2 separate regions of the Triticum aestivum genome follow, and region 2 is linked to region 1. A link is a contact called in public Hi-C data. All regions are on one chromosome and are shown on one strand. The core of a region is the stretch at or near the end of the contact, and the rest is flanking DNA. Distances in the headings are between cores, read along the strand shown. Region 1 holds the start of LOC123085200 (protein EARLY-RESPONSIVE TO DEHYDRATION 7, chloroplastic). Region 2 holds the start of LOC123085202 (pto-interacting protein 1).

Region 1 (5,804 bases), core at 2,644-5,143:
TGCTAGACTTTTGTTAAGCATCTTGTGTGCATCCCAGCCATGTATTTTGTTGTCATGTTTGGATGCTGTAGCATGTTCATCTCATTGCATTTAGATGCCTACTTGCTGTAAATCGCAGACCGGTGTCATTTTTGAATCGCTTGCCATTTCCAAACCGTAACTCCGATTCCGGCGTTCTTTATATCGTTTTCAAGCGATTTCATCTCATCTTTCCAGTGGCACCCTTGGAATTCCAAGTTGATGCCAGCTTCATGCATTTCCTGTCATATCTTGCATTTTGCATCCCGCATCGCATCCCGCATAGCATATCATCTTTGCATCGTGTTGCTTGGTCTTGCACGTGGTTGATTGTATCCTTGTTGCTTGTTTGTCTTGTTTGGGTAGAGCCGGGAGACGAGTTCGCTAACGAGGAGCCCGTTGAGTTTGCTTTCGAGGATCCAGTCAACTCTGACAACTGTGCAGGCAAGATGATCATACCCTCGAAGTCACTACTATGTTTGCTATGCTAGTTTGCTCGCTCTTTTGCTATGCCATTGCTATGATGCCTACCACTTGCTTGCAAGCCTCCCAAATTGCCATGTCAAACCTCTAACCCACCATTGTCCTAGCAAACCGTTGATTGGCTATGTTACAGCTTTGCTCAGGCCCTCTTATAGCGTTGCTAGTTGCAGGTGAAGATTGGAGGCCGTTCCTTGTTGGAACATTTATTTACTTGTTGGGATATCATTATATTGCTATGTTATCTTAATGCTTCTATATACTTGGTAAAGGGTGGAAGGCTCGGCCTCTCGCCTAGTGTTTTGTTCCACTCTTGCCGCCCTAGTTTCCGTCATATCGGTGTTATGTTCCCGGATTGTTGCGTTCCTTACGCGGTTGGGTTATAATTGGAACCCCTTGATATTTCGCCTTGATTAAAGCTTTTCCAGCAATGCCCAACATTGGTCTTACCATTCGCCACCTAGCCTTTTCTTTCCCTTGGGTTCTGCAGACTCAAGGGTCATCTTATTGTACCCCCCCCCCCGGGCAGTGCTCCTCTGAGTGTTGGTACAACCGAGCGATGTCCAGGGCTACGAGGGGCAACTTTGGGCTGGCCTACCCGACGTCTTGCTCATCCGAGTGTGCCCTGAGAAAGAGATATGTGCAGCTCCTATCGGGATTTGTCGGCACATTCGGGCGGTGTTGCTGGTCTTGTTTTAACCTGTCGAAGTGTCTTGAGTTACCGAGATACCGAGTCTGATCGGAACGTCTTGGGAGGAGGTCTATTCCTTCGTTGACCGTGAGAGCTTGTCATGGGCTAAGTTGGGGCTCCCCTGCAGGGATTGAACTTTCGAAAGCCGTGCCCGCGGTTATGGGCAGATAGGAATTTGTTAATGTCCGGTTGTAGATAACTTGAACCATAATTAATTAAAATGAATCAACCGAGTGTGTTACCGTGATGGCCTCTTCTCGGCGGAGTCCGGGAAGTGGACACGGTGTTGGAGTAATGTTTGTGCAGGTTGCTCTCTAGTTTCTCGCTCGTGCTTTGCCTCCTCTTCTCGCTCTCTTTTGCGAATAAGTTAGCCACCATATATGCTAGTCGCTTGTTGCAGCTCCACTTATATTTTACCTTACCATACCCTTAAGCTCAAATAGTCTTGATTGCGAGGGTGCGAGATTGCTGAGTCCCTGTGGCTCACAGATTACTATTACACCAGATGCAGGGCCCGATGATTCCGCTTCAGGAGACGCGTATGAGCTCAAGTGGGAGTTCGACGAAGACTCTCAACGATACTATGTTTCCTTTCCCGATGATCAGTAGTGGTGCCCAGTTGGGGGTGATTGGGACCGTGTCGCATGTTGGGTTCTCTTTTATTTTGGCGCCGTAGTCGGGCCATGAGTGTTTGGATGATGTAATGTTAATTTATGTACTTGATTGACGTGGCGAGTGTAAGCCAACTAAGTTATCTCCCCTTTTGTTATTACATTACATGGGATGTTTGTGAAGATTGCCTAACTTGCGACATATGTCTTCAATGCGATTATGTCTCTAAGTCGTGCCTCGACACGTGGGAGCTATAGTCGCATCGAGGGTGTTACAGCACTGTAGGCCTTTTCACCTCCTGTGTGCCACTGTGGCAGCCCCTTTTTCCTATAAAAGGAGGCCCGAGGCGACTAGAAGAGGGATTCGGCTTTTTGAGACAGCACAGCCACCGTAGCTAGTTTAGAAAGCTCAAGAACACTCAATACATCCACCAAAGCAGGACTAGGGTTTTACGCATTCTCGCGGTCCGAACCTGGGTAAACGACCCGTGTGCTAGCTCCTAAACCTGCTCTTCTCACGACCCCGCGCCCGCCGACCGTAGAAAGGATCCCAGTGATCCCATATGTGTCGTTCTCACCGACAACAGGCGATTGTGTGCTGCCGCCGTCGCCGCCGTGGCTAACCCCAATGACACCTGCGCCCAAGACGGCCAAGAGGTACGTCTGGACCGGCCAGGTGCATGAGTTCGTCAGCACCCCCCTCCCCCCGGTTTGGCTTGGTGCCACGCCGGCGTAGGAGGCCATGTACCCCGAACATTGGCGGCAGGGTCGGCTGGCGAACAAGCGCGCAGACGCCGAGCAGCGCATGCAGAGGGAGCGGGAGGAAGAGGAGGAGCGCGCCCGCGTCGCGACATTGCCTCCGCCGCAGCAGGCGTTGGAGGAGGCAGCCCTGGCGGCCTATCAAGCCGCCTTCGGTTGGACTAGGCCGCCTCCCGTCTTCATTGACCTTGCCGGCGACGATGACGATGGCAAGGGTAAGGCCGACGCCTAGGACTACGTGCGGACACCAACTTTTAGTTTTTGTTTTTATGAATGTTTAATTAAGTTTAAGTGGACTTTGGTCGCGGATGACCGGACATTTATTGTAAATTAAGTTCCTATTTTTGTTATATTTGCCATGCGTGGTTCATTTTGTTTTTCTATTATATGCACGTAAATTTGGATCCGCCTTTTGTTAGGCGCTCAAGCCGACCCATATGAAAAAGCAGGCGCACCCGTCTGCTTAGCCGACCCAAACGGACGAAAAGCGAACAAACCGTAAATTCGTTTGGATCGGCGCGTTGGAATTGGACCAGGATCATCTGACGTACTGCACCCTTGACGTGGGGCCACTGACAGGGCCCGGGGCCATCTGTCAGTGTGCCAACGGCACGTCGGGGGAGTCGCGTCGGTTGGAGTTGCTCTAATGCACACAGCCAAACGATGTGCAAATCATAGTTTTTTCCCCCTATTTCTTCACAGTCAGGCCAGCTGGGACCAATATGCAAAGTGTGAAAAACCACGCGGACAACCAACGACGTTCGTAAAGATGAAGAAAATGCGCAGACAAATGTGGAAGCCCGATGATAGATTTGATGCCCACCGCTCCGCCGCGCTGTCCCGCCGGCCCGCCCGTGCACGTCGGCGGAAACAGAAAACATGTTGACTACCGTCTGCCGTCGGCGACGCGGTGAACGGAAGCCAACGTACTACCACCGTCGATCGTCGCTCCGAAGTTGTGCAACGGCGGACCGCCAGGTACCGAGAAGCTGCACACACGTGAACTCTGGAGCGCGCCAGTTCGTGTTGGCCTTCCCAAAGCCATATTCTTTTGCCGGCGCCTCCGTGGCCGGTGAGCTGTTCCCGACGGTGTCTACGCGTCCTCCTCCCTTGCCTTCCGGTTCCTTTCTTCCAAAGTCTTCTCGTCTATCGGGATCCCCCTTTGCCACCGCCATCTCTGTGCCCACCTGTGTGCCGCCGCGGAAGCACGGCCGTCTCGTCCCTGACAGGCTGACACGCTGCCGACCAGCTCCGCGTCGCCGTCACGGGCGCAGGAAATCCCCACGCACCTGGGCGCCACCGCGAATGAACCGTCGCCCTCGCCGGTTCCACCCCTCGCGTAGTATTAAAATCCCCTGCGCCCGTTTCATCCCCACCACGTTCCCCTCTCGATCCGGCGAACTGTGTGTGACACGACGCAGCAGCCGACCAGCGAATCCGCCATGGCCTCCGCCTCCAAGCAGCAGAGCATGTACCCGGAGGTACCCCAGTCCCACCCCGACCACAACACCGCCTTCCAGTACAATCCCGCCGCCGCCAGCAGCACCGGCGGCGAGTCGCTCTACCCCACCATGGACCCGCACGAGATGGCCGAGAACCTCTTCCCAGCCGACGCGGCCGAGGACGCCGCGCCGGCCCCGCCCACGGTGGAGGAGACCCTCGTCGACGTGCCGGGCGCGCAGCTCCACCTCGTCGACCCGGACCGCAGCCTCGACCTCGGCGCCGGCACGCTCTCCATCGTGCGCCTCCGCCAGGGCGACCACTGCGTCGCCGTCCTCGCGCGCCTCACCCCGGACAAGGCCCACAAGCGACGCGGCGTCTTCGGCTTCCTCAGCAGCGGCCGCTCCAGCGACGCGCAGGAGCCCGTGCAGTGGCCGCTCGCCGGCGACGTCGCCGTCGTCAAGCTCGACGCCGGCCACTACTTCTTCTCGCTCCACGTCCCGCACTCGGACCACCCTGACGACAAGGAGGACGCCGAGGCGGAGACGGACGCGGACCGGGAGGCGGCGCTGAGCTACGGGCTCACCGTCGCCGGGAAAGGGCAGGAGCAGGTGCTGGAGGAGCTGGACAGGGTCCTCAAGGAGTACACAACCTTCTCCGTCAAGCAGGTCGACGAGGAGGCCGGCGGCAAGTCGGAGGTCATGGACACTAGGGCGGTGTCGGAGATCACGCCGGAGGAGGCTGCCGGGGACAAGAAGGAGGAGATTGAGGAGCAGTCCGCGGCGTTCTGGACGACAATCGCGCCCAACGTGGACGACTACAGCTCGTCGGTGGCGAGGCTTATCGCCAAGGGCTCCGGGCAGCTGGTAAGGGGCATCATCTGGTGCGGGGACATCACAGCTACGGGCCTCAAATGCGGGGAGGCGGTGTTGAAGAAGGGCGCGGGGGCGAACGGCAAGCATACGCAGGTGAAGCCGAGCTCCCTCAAGAGGATGAAGAGGTATGGATGAAGAAACTTACTATTCTCTCTATATATTGCAGAGCAGCTCACATTGGAGTAGCTTAGATGCACTTTCTTAATCTGGCATTTGACGAACTAAATGATACGCTAAATTTACATTTCTACTGCTCCTGTTAAGCTGCAGCATTGGATGAACTAAAATTTAATGAATGAGATGACTCACCTTTTGCCATTACTTGGATCGTCTAAGATCAGGATTTGGATAATCAGTTATAGCTTCGTTACATGTCATGTCCAGAATAGTCAGGGTTCTTACTAGTCCTCCATTGCATTGCACTTATTGAACAGAAAATAAGTATTGATTATGCGTTACATTGTTTTTATTATTACTAGCAAAAATTATGAAGTTCTATTGTAGCTCTATTCAACAGAGCAGGGTCTTTTGTTTGTCAGATACTCCAGTAGGGTCTTCTTCATGTTCTCTTCTGTGTCTAAAAAAGGACATGGACAAGAAGACAAACCCTTTTTTGGTTGTGCAAACAAAATGTCTCACCCAGATGTAACCCCCATTAAGAGGACGACACATCTTTATTATGAAAAAATTGACCATTAACTTAGCCAATGCCACCAGTGTCCATTATTTGCTTCCTATCCTGGAAGACACCTGGCATATCTTGATAACGACGAGTGATATCTTTGCCATGCCGACATGTGTGCATTATGATGCTATAAATTTAAAGATACCATTATGGTGCCGACATGTGTGCATTTAGTGTGAGATGTTTTCAACTTGATCCGGATCCTTATCAATGCATGCCTTAGCTGAACTGGCAAGCTACTCAGT
Region 2 (5,648 bases), core at 727-3,226, 480 kb after region 1:
CTATAAAGTACGGAGGAAGTATTTGTACTCCAAACAGTTGGGTTTTGTACACTACGTGCTGGCACAATACACTGTCGCATCTATTCTATCATCGTGTCATGGAAGCCAAGTTTTTGCGTACCGGTCAGCTCTTTGTACTTGTGTGACAGGTACGACACATTCGGTTTGCTTAACTCATTTTGTCGCAAAGACTTTCGCTCCCGATTTGCTCGTGCACTTCATTCTTTTTCTTTGTAGATAGAACACGTGTATTTGTAGGCGTATTTTGAAGATGTGTTGAGTGACATGAAAGTGACATTGCGTGAACCGCCAGTCGATCGGCAGCATGATCGATCAGTGAGCGCAGATTCCAGAGTGACCCCATTCGGACTGGGTAGAGTGCTCTGAAACACGCCTCCCGTCCCGCATCTGCAGATATACTTTTTTTAAGAAAAGGTTAAACTCCCGGTCTCTGCATCAATCGATGTATGCAGTCATCTTTATTAATTATTCAATAAAGATTTAAAAAGCAAATACGTCAATTCATCTGAAGTCAGCACTCACACCTACAAACTCGATAATGTAAAGTGCTCTTATATCTAAAATTGGTATCGTCGTCGATCCATGCCGAAACTGGCCGCCGCCGCCCCGCGTCACTGCCGTAGGTCTGGCGGGCATGGACCGCTGCCCCCCCTAACCGGATCTGGCTGAGGAGAAACACCGCCGCCACCACTGCCGCACACAGACTTTGCATGTGAGTCCTCCGGCGGCGGCGGTAGGGGAGATGGCGTTGGAGAGGACCGGAGGAAGAGGAAGGGGGCGGGGGCGCTACGGTGCGGCGTGGCGGCGCCCCACGGGAGCGGGAGCGGGGTAGGGTTAAGGAGCCATCTGCAGATGTCCTGACGTGGCAATAATACAGATGGACGTAACATGAACGGATGTTGATCGTCGTTGAAAATCAACATAATACTAAACTACCAATGGTCCGCATCTGGGCATAGATCAGACATGAATTACTATTAAAATGTTGAACCAAGGAAAAGAAATTACTAAAACGAAAACGACCCGTACGAAGGATGATGCTTCCGCCGGTCAACCCTGCGTGCATGACTCAATCTGCAATGCAGTGTGCGATACGGCAGCACCAGGAACGCTAATCCCAGTGCATCTGCAAGCATTGGCATCTTCGCAACGAGGCCACAGACCAGTAACTATTTACTACTAGCAGTAGTAGGACAGTCCTACCGAAGCACCCCGTTTTACAAATTTGGTTGCCATGCGTGCGGAAAGATGAACCATGTGCCGAATGCGATTCAGATGTTACAGTCTAATAATCCCAAGAAATGCTACGACTAGTTAGTTAGATGCCTTTTTCTTTCCGAAAGAGTACAACCATGTCCCTTTTCCCCATCTTTTCCCCGTGTAGCCATGTGGATTCGGAGACTATTATCCCTCTCCTTTTCCACTCCCATTTTCCTTCCCAGTTTGTGTAGTACAAATCATCACCAACGGAGCTCCTCCCTCGGTCAATCCCCTAACCATCTTCCATCATTTTTCCTTCACCCCTCCAATCTCCTCCACCGAGAAGCTCCCGTCCCCTGCTCCTCGCCTTTCTCCGTCGCATCATCACAGATCCTGTTGCGCACACACAATACTCTTCTCCCAATTGACCATATCTATCTACCCATCCATCCCATAGCATTGCATCACCTCCACTTCGCTCTCTTTCGCTTCACCTGCGTCTGCGTGAGTGCGTGTCTCGGTCGCCGTCTCCGTTTCCTAGCCGTCGGCCTACCGGCGGCAGAAAAGACAGCAGCCAAGCAAAGCCAGCCCGCTCGCCGCCGCGGACCGCGACGACGACCGTCTCGGGCCGTTCAACCCAAGCCCCGCCCCTGCCCCGCGCGGCCTCGTGTCTTTCCTGCGGCATTCGTGGTTGGAGTGGTTGGGCGGAGCCCGCCCCCGCCCCCGCCCCGTGCCCCGCCTGCCGATGGTGACGGCCGCCGGCGTAGCGTGTCGCGGCGCCATGAAGGGTGAAATTTTATATACCATCGCCCCGGCTGAGGCCTGACAACCCAACCAGATTTTAGGTAGTTACCTCTGTCGCTTGCCGCCCGCTGCCCGCCTCCCCCCCTTCGCTCCGCCACATCTTCCGCCCGCTCGAACTCCTAGCGGTAGGATATATCTGCCGCTTCCCCCTGGCTCCTTGCGCTTGTACTGTATCTTCCTCCTCCCCGGTCCGTCGGTTCATCCCCCTCGCCCCCTACTCCCCTTTCGGCTCGAGTTAGATCATCCATCGGCTGTAAAGCGGGCGGGAGGCTTGGCTTCCGCGCGCGGGACGGGGCTCGCTTTCCGGGAGGCCGCCCCTGCGACGACAGCCGCGCCATTTTCTATTCCAGCGGAGGGAGGGGGAGGTTCCGGGTCGTAGTGGTGCTGCATTGGCTGCGGTAAGCGGGGCTCGTATCGGCCAACGGGGGAGGTCCACGGCGGTTAGTAGTTGAGCCGCCGACTGCGTGCTGTGGCGAGTGTTATCTATCGATCGCCATGGGGGGCAAGTGTGGTTCCTGGTGATTCTCTCGAGCTGCCACTGGTGGGGGGAGCATGGCGGGGGAGGGCGTCGGGCGGTGCATACTGGTGGGGCTGCACATGGACGCCGTCGGCAAGGAGCTTCTGCAGTGGGCGCTCAACCAGGCGGCCAGGAGCGGCGACCGCGTCGTCGCCGTCCACATTTACCGCAAATCCGGTAGGTACCCTGCCCCCTATCCCATCTCCTGTCCGTCAAAAACCTTTGCTTGCGTTGCAGCTCGACTCATGGCAGCATTTCCCTGTGCCTCGAATCGAAGGAGACCTGTGCAAGACGAACGCGCTGACGCTGATCAGGACGCTGGACGACTACCTGGCGGAGTACGAGGCCATCTGCAGCAAGAAAGACGTGCGTAAGCAAGCAAGCACGATGCCTTCACCGCCATTAATGTCGCTGGCGGTTGCGCTCATGTGCTGGTATTGATGGTATGGTTTCATGTCCGTCAGATCGTCCTCGTGGGGCGGGTCACGCCGGGGAGCTCGATCCAGAAGGTGCTGGTGAAGGAGGCCAAGCTCTGCGCGGCCATGGTGGTGGTGATCGGCGCCAACAAGAAGTACTCCTTCGGGTCAGTCAGTGCCGATGCTCACCTCTCACCTCCCAGCAGCAGCAATCTTGGCGTGATCCAACTGTTTGTTTTCTGCACGATTCATTAACGCACACACCAAAAGTAATCGATTATTTTACCTGTGTGCTCGATCAGTGGCTCGACCGGCCTCGCCAAGTACTGCGCCAGGAAGCTCCCGGCGACGACCAGCGTCGTCGCCATCCAGGGCGGCAAGGCCATCTTCGTCAGGGAGGCCCCCCGGCCGCCACTTGGTCAGTAGAGTACTGACTCCCGATGTTAGCTGCGAATTGATTTCGGTTGGTGAGTGGGTGATTGATTGACGGATTAAAGCGTTGGGTGGCTTCGTTCGTCGTCCTGCAGGAGCAGAGCCCAAGCCGGTGCTCCGCACGCTGCTGCACCCCAGCGTCGGCATGGAGCCCAAGGTGATCATCCCCAACCCCAACCGCCGGAGCGCGCGGTCCATGGACTTCGACGCCACGGGCTGCGGCCAGTGCGCCGCGCCGCCGCAGCCCAAGAAGCCCTGCGACGACCACGACGCCGCCGACGCCAAGGCCCTCGTCGTGCGCGTGCCGGCGCCAGAGCAGAAGCTCGGCTGGCCTTTGCTCCGGCGCGCGCCTCCCGCAGCGCAGGCCACGACGAGAGACCACGAGACGACGCGCAAGCAGTCGGTGGTGCACTGGGTGATGAGCCTGCCGCGGCGCTCCTCGCCGTCGGCGTCCCCGGAACCGGCGCAGGAGGGGCTGGCGGCCGAGCTGAGGCGGGCGCTCGCCGGCGCGCCGTCCCGGTGCCGGTGGTTCCGGTACGAGGAGCTGTACGACGCCACGAACCACTTCTCCCCCGGCAACCTGGTGGGCAAGGGCGCGCACAGCCGGGTGTACCGGGGCGGGCTGGCGAGCGGGCAGCGGGTGGCGATCAAGCTGTGCCGGGCGTCGGCGGAGGCGTCCAAGGACTTCCTCCGGGAGGTGGACATCATCACCAAGCTGCAGCACGGCCGCATCGTGCCGCTCGTCGGCGTCTGCGTGGAAGGCCCCAACCTCATCTCCGTCTACCGCTACCTCCCCCGCGGCAGCCTCGAGGACAACCTGCACGGTACGCCACCACGCTTGCACACCACGACAAACTACGCTACTGTATTTTGGCTGCGTCGATGGTCTACAGCGGCCTTGGGCATGTGATTTCGCAGGGAAGAAGAGGTCGAAGCCGGCGCTGCCGTGGGAGAAGAGGTACCGGGCGGCGGTCGGGGTGGCCGAGGCCCTGAGCTACGTGCACTCCGGCTGCTCGCGGCCGGTGATCCACCGCGACGTCAAGTCCTCCAACATCCTCCTCACGGACGACTTCGAGCCCCAGGTAGTACTGTGCTCTTAAATTCAGGAATATACAGTTTGTTTGTCTGTGTTTTGTACTGACAGACGTGAACTCTGAACTGTGTACCGACGGTGGCAGTTGTCCGATTTCGGGCTCGCGATCTGGGCGCCGTCCAGCCCGTCGTCCCTCACGCACAGCGACGTCGTCGGCACCTTCGGATACGTCTTCTTCTTGTACACAGACACGGACGAGTCTCTTTCGGTCTGAAGTGGCGCCGTGTTGGGGTGACGAAGATCAAAATCCTTGCGGGCGCAGGTACCTAGCGCCGGAGTACTTCATGTACGGGAAGGTGACGGACAAGGTGGACGTGTACGCGTTCGGGGTGGTGCTGCTGGAGCTCCTCACCGGGCGGAGGCCCATCACCGGCGACGGCTCACCGAAGGGCCACCACCAAAGTCTCGTCATGTGGGTAAGCCCTCGCGATCCCAATCAAGCCCACATAACCACCTCACTGTGTTACGTTGTTACCATATCATTGTCTTTATAAAAAAACGTTGTTATCATATCATCATGCTCGTGTAGAGAGAGAGGGGTTGTGCTGACGCGGTTGGTCTGTTTGACGTGCGTGACAGGCGACTCCGATCCTCAACGGCGGCGACATCTCCGACCTGCTGGACCCGAGCCTGGACGTGAAGCACGACGAGGTGGAGGTGCGGCGAATGGGCGTCGCGGCGTCGCTCTGCCTCGGGAGGTCGGCGCGCCTTAGGCCCCCGATATCGCAGGTCAGTCTCTCTCTCTTAGTGAGTAGCAGGCTCTTCTTCAGAAGAAGAGGGAAAATACGTCTCTCTCTATCTGAGTAGCAGGCACTTCATCTTCAGAAGAGGAAAAAATAACATTCTCGTGCCGATTGCTGTGTGTTGCAGATTCTGAGCATACTACGAGGAGAAGAGGACGCGACGAGCTTGGCGGCGTCGGAGCCGGACTGCGTGGTGGACGACGAGACCTACCCGGCGGCCAACGTGAGGTCGCACCTAGGGCTGGCGCTGCTGGACGTGGAGGACGCCGAGTCCATCTCCAGCACCGAGCACACCAACCTCAGCCCGCTCGAGGAGTACCTCAGAGAACGCTGCAGCCGATCATCCAGCTTCGATTGACCTTTGATTTTTTTTCCCTTTTCTTCTCCTTTTTGGATGAGTTTGGTTGTCTTTTGTTGAGTTA

What was found. A called contact is a pair of places that touch in the nucleus more often than the background predicts.
Region 2: a contact with region 1 is called in a Hi-C map of leaf, with 6 times the contacts expected there. The contact joins the promoter of LOC123085202 here to the promoter of LOC123085200 in region 1. A contact is called at or near these places in 1 of 5 Hi-C or Micro-C datasets (leaf) and 1 of 1 datasets of contacts at active chromatin or transcription factors (leaf).

The regions. Positions count from the first base shown.
Region 1 is chr4A:69,806,615-69,812,418 of IWGSC CS RefSeq v2.1, forward strand. LOC123085200 (protein EARLY-RESPONSIVE TO DEHYDRATION 7, chloroplastic) reads left to right here and starts at 3,894. Exons shown (of 4, transcript XM_044506807.1): 1 at 3,894-4,999. The coding sequence starts at 4,002.
Region 2 is chr4A:70,284,325-70,289,972 of IWGSC CS RefSeq v2.1, forward strand. It overlaps LOC123085202 (pto-interacting protein 1), which reads left to right and starts at 1,977. Exons shown (of 10, transcript XM_044506810.1): 1 at 1,977-2,719; 2 at 2,823-2,908; 3 at 3,007-3,125; 4 at 3,261-3,376; 5 at 3,486-4,214; 6 at 4,309-4,472; 7 at 4,569-4,648; 8 at 4,746-4,899; 9 at 5,063-5,212; 10 at 5,354-5,648. The coding sequence starts at 2,578. The coding sequence ends at 5,584.